Regions from separate parts of the Mus musculus genome. Here all the other regions are linked to region 1. Evidence: chromatin contacts called from public Micro-C and promoter capture Hi-C data. All regions are on one chromosome and are shown on one strand. Each heading gives the region's core, a stretch centred on a gene start, on an enhancer-like site or on the middle of the called end of the contact. The rest is flanking DNA. Distances are from core to core; before and after follow the strand shown.

Evidence for each region. Promoter capture Hi-C pulls out the DNA fragments that hold promoters and counts their contacts. Hi-C and Micro-C count contacts between places; a contact is called where the count stands out from the background.
Region 2: a Micro-C map of embryonic stem cells shows a contact between it and region 1, with 2.8 times the contacts expected there. The contact joins the enhancer-like site here to the promoter of Sp2 in region 1. A contact is called at or near these places in 2 of 484 Hi-C or Micro-C datasets (both in embryonic stem cells) and 3 of 115 datasets of contacts at active chromatin or transcription factors (bone marrow-derived dendritic cells, embryonic stem cells and pancreatic cancer cells).
Region 3: a contact with region 1 is called in a promoter capture Hi-C map of pre-B cells, with 4 times the contacts expected there. The contact joins the promoter of Socs7 here to the promoter of Sp2 in region 1. A contact is called at or near these places in 5 of 39 promoter capture datasets (the 3T3-L1 cell line, hippocampal neurons, liver and 2 more), 2 of 484 Hi-C or Micro-C datasets (embryonic stem cells and uterus) and 3 of 115 datasets of contacts at active chromatin or transcription factors (the SCID.adh cell line, memory CD8 T cells and pancreatic cancer cells).

What each region holds. Positions count from the first base shown.
Region 1 is chr11:96,976,309-96,979,204 of GRCm38.p6, reverse strand. It overlaps Sp2 (Sp2 transcription factor), which reads left to right and starts at 1,517. Exons shown (of 7, transcript NM_001080964.2): 1 at 1,517-1,584. The coding sequence starts at 1,578.
Region 2 is chr11:97,411,296-97,414,191 of GRCm38.p6, reverse strand. It overlaps a transcript of Arhgap23 not described here. Among named protein-coding and RNA genes, the nearest start is that of Arhgap23, 37 kb to the left of the region's middle. Within about 2 kb of position 1,496, at least 60 of the 459 cell types and tissues checked have an H3K27ac peak or open chromatin away from gene starts, as enhancers often do. A contact at or near this core is called in bone marrow-derived dendritic cells and embryonic stem cells, where this site is marked.
Region 3 is chr11:97,360,813-97,363,708 of GRCm38.p6, reverse strand. It overlaps Socs7 (suppressor of cytokine signaling 7), which reads right to left and starts at 1,417. Exons shown (of 10, transcript NM_138657.4): 1 at 286-1,417. The coding sequence starts at 1,274.

The DNA.
Region 1 (2,896 bases), core at 268-2,767:
TCACTGTAGACCAGGCTGGACTCAAAGTCAGAGATCTGCCAGCCTCTGCCTCCCTGCTGCTGGGATTGAAGGCCTGGGCCACTGCCACCCAGCTTGGCTCTATATTTTGTTATCACTTTATCTCAGCAACCTTTTCTTCGAAGTGACAGGAAGAAGGAGGAGGAAGATAGAAGAGGCGAAGAGAAAATGTAATGAGAGCTGGGGAACAGCTCGACGATACAGTTCATGCTTAGTGTTTATACAGTTCATGCTTAGTGTTGGGGACTTGATCCTCAGCAAATAAGACCCCAGCAGGGATGTATGTGTCTCATCTACCTGCGATCAATGTCTCTCAAATGTTGATTTGGGAAGCTTTGTTACATGTTCTTATAAGTTAATTTACTGGATGTAAAACATTTTTTTCTCACTGTGGGTTAAAACAACAAAACAAAACCAACCAGGAAGGGTGGTACTATGAGGTGGATGTGTGAGTGCTCTGGCTTCAACAAGAGTCTAAGGGTCCACTGCAGATGGGGTGTGGGGTTTCCTACCCACGCAGGTCTCAAGCCAGCGTGAATTCCCTCTGAGTGCTACGTACAGCTTGCCTAAGTTAGTCGTTCGCAGAGGGCCTGGAAGAGAAAGCTAAACCTACCTGTGGTGCCTGTCAAGCACGGCCCCTCATACAGGAGGAGATGAAGCAGAGACCAAGCAGGGTCGCTAGGATGCCAGCGTGCAATTCTGCCCACCTGAGGCGCAGGCTAAAATGCAGATTCTAGGCACACACACCCCGCCCCCCGGGAAATAGCAAATGTAACTAGGGACGACCCTAGGGATCTGCTTTTGATAAAGGCTCAAACACGCCTGTCTGAAGCTGAGAGGATCAGGGAAGCTCTGCGAAACATTGGTGAAGATTAACAGGGGCTTGAGATGACATAATGACAATTCCCTCTAGGAAGTGCCAGGTAACCCAACTCCTGCCAGGTCGTCGACTCTCGAGAGGCGATGGATGGCGGGCGAGGGCCTGAGGTGAAGGCGATGCGCTCACTGGGGGCCGGGCACCGCGTATCCGACAGCTACACTTGAGACTCACCATGCCAGACTGTATTGAGAGATGTATAAGCTCTTTACGGGGCATTTCACAGTAGCACTTCTGATTGGCTTTAGGGCAGATCTATCACTTATCTGCTGGGTTAGAGGTGGGTGGAAGGTCAATTACGACCAATACAAAAACACTTCTCGGCTAAGCCCCTCCTCACCCAGCTTCCTGTTGCTGTCCATCAACCTCCTAGCAGGCGGGACTTTGCCTCCCGCCAGTTGGCTAAAGGATACGTCGTTCATTCCCCCGTTGATTTCCGGTTGGCGACTCCTACCGTCTATCAATGACACTTCACAGTTCTATTGGCCAGACCAACGTCACTCTAGATGCTTCCCAATGATTGGTTGAAAATGCTGTCGGTCCCCAATGTACCAAGCGTTCATTGGTAAAAGCTGCCGTCGCTCGGGCGGTGGCGGGCTCCGGGATTGGCGGGTGCTAGGCGGGCGGTGTCAGGCTCTCGGTGGCGGCGGAGGCGGCGGAGGCCAGGGAGGAAGATGTCGTAATGAGCGGTGGGTCCTGGCGTCTGCCGGCGGCGTCTTCCCGGCCCTCAAGGGTCGGGAAGACGGACAGAGGCCTCGGGGAGGGGAGGCCGGAACCGGGGGTGCCCCCCTGGGACTGGGACTGGCGCCGGGGCCCGGCTACGGGAGGGGCGGGGGAGGAAGGATTCCCGCCCGGAGGAGGAGCGCGGCTGGCCGGCCGGGCGGAGGCACCCGGAAGGGGGCGTTAGACTCCCCGCCCCTCGGAGCCCCGGGCGGGAGGGCGGCGCTTCCGGGGCTGGCAGGCGGCGGGGGCAGCAGGGCGAGCCTGATAACCCCCTTCGCCCCCTCAGCTTGGGTCGCGCCGGGCCTTCAGCCTGCGCCCGAGTTTGCTCCACGCAGGCGGCCGACGCCCCCTCGGGCTCGTCCTGTGGGCAGCCCAGGCTTGGGACCCAGGTGGTGCCAGTCAGATGGGCCCTGCTGGTCTGAACTGCAGCCTGCTGGCCGGGCCACCGCAGTCCCAGAGGGTGGCAGGATTGGAGGGAACGCCCTAGGCAGATGACTGCTGAACGAAAAACCGACTTTTAATGTTTATACCTGGATCCTTGAGCCTGCGGCTAGTATCTGCAAGCTCTTGGAATTTTAGAAGTTTGGAGAACTTGTGGACAGAGCTCCCAGGCTATGGCCCGATGCCCCTTGCGGGGGGTGGGGGGGTTGGGCAAAAATGCACTGGAATTCCAAAAAAGCGTAGGCGCTATCGCTCGTAACAGATGACCTAAGAAATAAAATAGATGCTTTTCTTCATCCGCGTTGCTGGCTTAAGGGTGCTCAGAATCTTCCCTTCCTTCTTAGGTTTCTTTCCCAGTGCCTTATTCTAGTTTTAGTAGAAAAGGAACTGTCTTTTGCGCTGGGCGACTGAGAAACCTGTCCTCTCTACATTCCTTGGTTTTGATTCTAATAGCCTGTCATGTTTAATCGTTTCATAACTAACATGATCCAGGGGGACTCTGTTTGGTTTTTTCTCCTGAACTTTCCCCATTTTTAGGAGGTTACAGGATTATTACATATCAAAATAAAAGTTTGGGCCTGTAGAGGCCTGTCAACGAGGAGAGAGGCAGACCATAGCCAGTGGTCTGTGAGCCAGGAATTGGCCCAAGGGTCCCCTTTATACAGATTTCATTGTAGAAAGGCGATTAACTTTTCAGTGTGTACTGGCAGGAACAGGCTACAGCTGTTCCATGCTGTGCCCTAGAAGGCCCTTGGCATTACAGAGGACAAAACCCTGAGTTGAGACACCCCCCCCCCACCCCCCTGTGGTGATGAAGGTTGAATCCACAAATGTTGG
Region 2 (2,896 bases), core at 247-2,746, 440 kb before region 1:
TACAGAGTGAGTTCCAGGACAGCTAGGGCTACACAGAGAAACCCTGTCTGGGGAAAAACAAACAAACAAACAAAGCAAAAAACAAAGGCAAAGTAAAGGACCCTGAGAAGGTGACTCAGTTAAGTGCTTGCCACGCACCTGTGGGGTCATGAATTTGGATCCCTAGTGCCCATGGAACCAGGTGCAGAGGGGCAACAGCAGCTCACATCTGTAATCCAGGTGCTGAGGGAGCAGAGGCAGGAGGATCTCCAGGGTTCTGGGCTCAGTGGGAGACCCTGTCTCAGCAAAGAAGGTCGGGTGTAACTGAGGAAGATATTCAATGTCATCCTCAGTCTACACACACACACACACAGACACACAAACACACACACACACAAACACATACACACACACAGAGACAGACACACACACACAGACACACACACACACACCAGACACACAAACACACACACACAAACACATACACACACACAGACACACAAACACACACAAACACAAACACATACACACACACACAAACACATACACAAACACATATACACACACACAGAGACACACACACACACAAACACACACAAACACATACACACACACACACACAAAACAAAAAACAAAAACAAAACAAAACAAAAAAAACCAAAACCCAAAAAAAACCAGGAACACAGTATACACATATACCACCCACAAAACAAACAAAAATCACAAATGTATTTAAGCTGGTTGAACCGTAGTTTCCTTCTCCATTGAACAAAATCGTAAAGACTCTGCATGGTAGGCAAGGCCTTCCTAAGTGTTAACCAAAGCAGTCACTCAGGACCTGTGAGTGCTGGCCTGTTGAGGCCTGGCCTGTTCACTCTCCTGGGAACATCCTACACAAATGGTCTGGTAGTCTAAGCCTTGAAGTTGTTCTAGAGTCTTCTGTCTCCTTCCCCCTTCACCTACTAGGTCACCAAGTCCCAAAGTCTCTGATATTTGTTGCTCTCCGCCCCTTATTCTGCTACACACCGACCCCCACCCCTAACCTCCTTTCCTACCGTCCTCAGTTCCTGTCCTCACTGTGTACCAGAGAGAACATAACACAGGGGCTACCTCAAGTTTCTGCCCAGGCCAGGCCAAAACCTAAGTGCCTGCGCCCAGCCCAGTCTCTCACATCCTCCTGTTTCCTTCCTCATCCCTCCACGCTTCCTGACCACACACACCACAGGAGGAGCCCTCCCAGCCCGCCAGCCTCTGTCCGTGGGGAACCTTCTCCCCAGCCTGTCTCTCTCTCCATTCCCCTCCTCCAGGTCAGTTCAGCCTCCTCGGAACCCCACAGAGCTGGGGGGTGGGCGGCTCCTGCAGACAGCCCTCCGGTTTCTCCAGCCTTCCTTGGTTGCTCTGGGGGGCGGGAGAGGGTCTCACCATAGAATCATGGTAAAGGATGACCAAGCTAGTGAAGGGAAGGAGCAGGGCCTGAGCCCTGTAGTATCCCCAATGCCACCTGCCACACCCTTGCAGGTCTCTTGCCCCCTGGGATGGGACTGAGTCAACAGTGGTGGTGACTGGGCTGGTGGAGGGGTTTAGAAAGATGAGGATAAAGGGGATTCCCAGGAGAATCATCACCCACTCAGTGGGAGTGTCCTTTTCCCAGACCCCACAGAACATAGAGCGAGAAAATGGCTCTCTGGGCGGACTGAAGAATATGCAGACAGGAGCCAGGGGCTGGGATAGGTGGGGTTAGGGGGGAGTGTACCAGGGGAAGAAGGCTAGAGGAGATGGATAGGAATGGCTGGAGGGGGGTGCAGGTCAAGGTGCAGGAAGAGGTGGGAGGGGCAGCAGGGTGGAGAGAACCCTTTCTGGGAAGTGGGAGGGGTGGAGGAGGTTCTTGCTGTGCATTGTGGAGGGAGGAATTGGCCTGCCGGTCAGCGTGAGCTCACTTCCTCTTACCGCCTCCTGTAGGGGTCTGAGGGCATCAGGCTCTGGAAAAAGTGAGCCAGGGGCACCCCAAGGGGCCACCACCCTCCTCCCTGCCCCCACAGCCTCAGCTCAAATCAGCTCTCCTTATAGAGGCAACCCTTTGTTCTGGGAGGAAAGGACCCTGTGCCAGGGGGGCACTGTACCTTGGAACTCTGGAGCTAAGGGCAGAGGGGGACAGGAACTGATGCATGTGTGGAGATGGAGGAACTCCAGGCATTGTAACACTTGGATTACAGTTAGGTGGTAGGGGGGGCTTGGACCTGGGGTGAAACAAGTTAGTCTATAAGTCTTTCTTTTTTGTTTGTTTTGGTGTTTGTTTGTTTGTTTGTTTTGTTTCTCAAGACAGGGTTTCTCTGCATAGCCCTGGCCGTCCTAGAACTCACTTTGTAGACCAGGCTGGCCTCGAACTCAGAAATCTGCCTGCCTCTGCCTCCCAAGTGCTGGGATTAAAGGCATGCGCCACCACTGCCCGACTGCTTTTTAGTTTTTAGACAGGTCCTCAACCTATAAGCTTGGTCTAGCCTGGAGCTCATTAAGTTAGCCTTGAACTCATGATCCGCTTGTTTCAGCTTTTCAAGTATACTATCAAGATTATGGGCATGCGTTAAGTAAGCATCTTATGCAAACCCACACAGGATTTGAACCCAGGCATCTGGGCTCCAGAGTCTACATACTTAATCCACACTTGGTGGAATATTTACTGGCTGCTTAAACCCTGGGTGTGGTCCCTCTCTGGAAGACTGGCTTGAGTTAGAGTCTTGACTGAGGAAGTCTAGTGAGACGGGGGAAGCAGCCCAAGAGTCCCCTAGAGGGAAAGGGGATGAGGGGACCATATGCAGGACAGTACCTGCAGGAACACCAGCCTTTAGGGACAGACAGAAGAGAAACACAGGAAAGTGGCATCACGTGGGTCAGAGAGAATTCTTAGTAAGTTAACTGG
Region 3 (2,896 bases), core at 168-2,667, 380 kb before region 1:
AGGGATGGAAGGTGAGGCCGGGCTTCAGATCATCCCCAGCAAGAGACGCTAACCCACTGAGAAGTGTCACAGAGTGTGAACTCTCCGAGAGTTGAAAGCTGTTTCCACAATTAGCTCTGACCTAATGCGAGATGTCACCACCTTTAATCCCAAGTGTCTGCCTCCTCCTGAAGTCCACAGCTCAGCTCTAACAGTATCGTGTTGGCAGTAGGGGAAAACGAGGGAAACGAAACAAGAAATGGAACTTTGTCGCTTGCCCACCCCCAACCCCCAAGCCAATCTCACCTCCCCGTATCCAGCTCCCGGACCGCTGAGCCTCCCATGTCGGTCAGGCTCGCAGCTGAAGCTGCCAGATCTCCCGAAGGCCTCTTGCCGGTCCCATCCCCGCCGCCCGAGCCGCCGTTACAGCTCTTCGTGCGAAACAGGCGACTGAGGCGGATTTTGAAGGAGCCCTTCCGAGAAGGGCCTGCGAGAGGCCGGAGGGGCCCGGGAGGCGGCGGCGGTGGGGGAGGTTGCTGCTGCTGCTGCTCCCCTCGGCTCAAGCGCCCTGGAGGGACCAAGTCCTGCAGCGGAAAGGGCACCGGGGGTAGTTCGGGACCCGGAGGCTGCAGAAGCAGCCGGCCACCCACTCCTCCTCCTCCACGGCCGGGGCTGCTGAGCTCCTCTTCCGAGCAGCTGTTAGTCTCCAGGCTCTCGGCCTCCGATTCCAAGCCCTCCAGGACCAGCAGCGCGTCGCTCGTCTCCGTCGGGTCCTCCCCGGCCTGCGGGGCGGCAGCAGGCGGCGGGGGTTGCGGCGGCGGCGGCTGCGGGGGACACGGGCACGGACAGCAGCCTCCGCCGGCAGTCTTGATCCCCGGCCCCGCCGGCTGTCCGAGCCCCAGGGCCGCCAGCTGCGCCTCTAGTCCAGCCACGGGACCCCAGGTCCGCTCGAGCGCCAAGCCCGGCGGGAGGGCCTTGGGATCCAGCGCGCAGCGGTGCCGGGGACACAGCAGTTCCGAGGGTCCCGGCTCCCGGGCCGCCTCCGCGTCCTCCTCCTCCGGCGGCCGCCCCACGTTGCGGAACACCATCAGCTGAGGCGGCCGGGCGCCCCGCGAGCCGGGCCGCGCGAGGAAGGGTGGTGGCGGCGACGGGCCATGGCTGTGGCCCGGGGGCGGCGGCGGCGGCGGCGGGCCTGGCTCGGGGGCGGCCTCTCCATAGCCGAGGAGGCGGCTCAGGACCCGGTACGAAGCGGCCGCCGCCGCCGCCTCGCCGTCCCGGAGCTCGGCCCCCTGCATCGGGGTGGCGAAGGGAGGGAGGGCGGGCGGCTAGGAGCCGGGCTGGGTGGGGACTAGGCCGGGCCCCGCCGGAGCCCCGCCCGCCGCGGCCCCCGGAGCGACAGCGCTAACGGCCGCCGCGGCCTCTGCCTCATAGAGGGGGCGGGGGGGGGGGGGCGCGCGGAGCCCAGCGCGAGCCCAGGCCGCGCGCTGCCGCCGAGGACCGCCCCTAGACGTCACTTCCTGTCCAGGGCCCGCCCCCTTTCCCCAGGGTGCGCAAGCGTCGGACTCCACTCTGCCTGACGTTTCTCTTGGCCCTGGTAGCTATTGGCCGTCTGCTGCATCTGGGGCCTCCGTGGTCTCCGGCACCGACCCCTGCTTTTTCACTTCCTGGGCGCCCGGGCCCTGTCCACCGTCCTGTGTAGAGCAGTGCAGGCCTCGGGACCCGGGTCTGGACCTGGGAGAGGGTCGTGGACCTTGGCACTGTCTGGGGGTCTTGTCCTGTCCATGCTGCCTGGAGTGTGTGACCTTGGCCAAGTCATTTCATTACATCTGCATCCTCTTTCCTAGCATCCGATGAACTGTGGAATGACTACATGAAAATGGGTTGTAGAGCCTGCAGTGTGCTCTTCCGTGCCAAAACAACTGGATCTTTGAGAAGACAAGAGTGTGTATATAGTTAGCATAATCTCATCATGAATTTGAAATGAAGAATGGATATACACAATTCCAAGAAATGAAGATATACAATAGCCAATTCTGTACGACTGATGGCCAAATACATCCTTCCACTGATTGTTGTCATAGTGTATGTCATGTTGAGGATAGAATCCAAGACGTGGCACGTGCTAAGCAACAGTTCCATCACCAGACCTCATTCCCAGCCCTTCCCAAAATGATGACAAGTGACCAAGGACTGCAATTGTAACAAGAATTTTTACTAATATTTTCCTCTGTTGATGAAAGAGAACAGTGAAAAAGCAAAACCTGATCAAATCATCAATCATGGGGGCAACTTTGCTGAGTCGGAATTGGTTTCAGTGACGGGGAAGAGTTCCTTCAACGTTTTTGTGCCATTGCTAATGTAACACCTACAGATAGATGTACAGGAGATGTAAATCAGAATCGCTGTCATAATCTCCATCACTTAAAAAAAATGTATGTGTATGCACATGTGTGTGCAGAATCCGAGAAAGGGCATCAGATCCCCTAGACCTAATTATTAGCTGCCCCAAGTCCCTGGACATGGGTGTTGAGAGCTGAGTTCTGACCCTCTGCAAGAGCAGAACAAGCCGTTATCTGCTGAGCTAGCTCTCTAGGCCCCTCCATCTCTCTTTCTTTCTTTCTTTCTTTCTTTCTTTCTTTCTTTCTTTCTTCCTTCCTTCCTTCCTTCCTTCCTTCCTTTCTTTCTTTCTTTCTTTCTAGACAGGGTTTCTCTGTGTGGCCCTGGCTGTCCTGGAACTCATTCTGTAGACCAGGCTGGCCTTGAATTCAGAATCATGTCTGTGCTGGGAATGAAGGAATGTGCCATCACCACCCAGCTCCCTATACCCCTTTTGTTTTTCAGACAGGGACTCTCACAAGTATCAGGACTTAAGTTTGGATCCCCAGCACAGTATAAAAGCCAGGCAGAGCAGCATGTG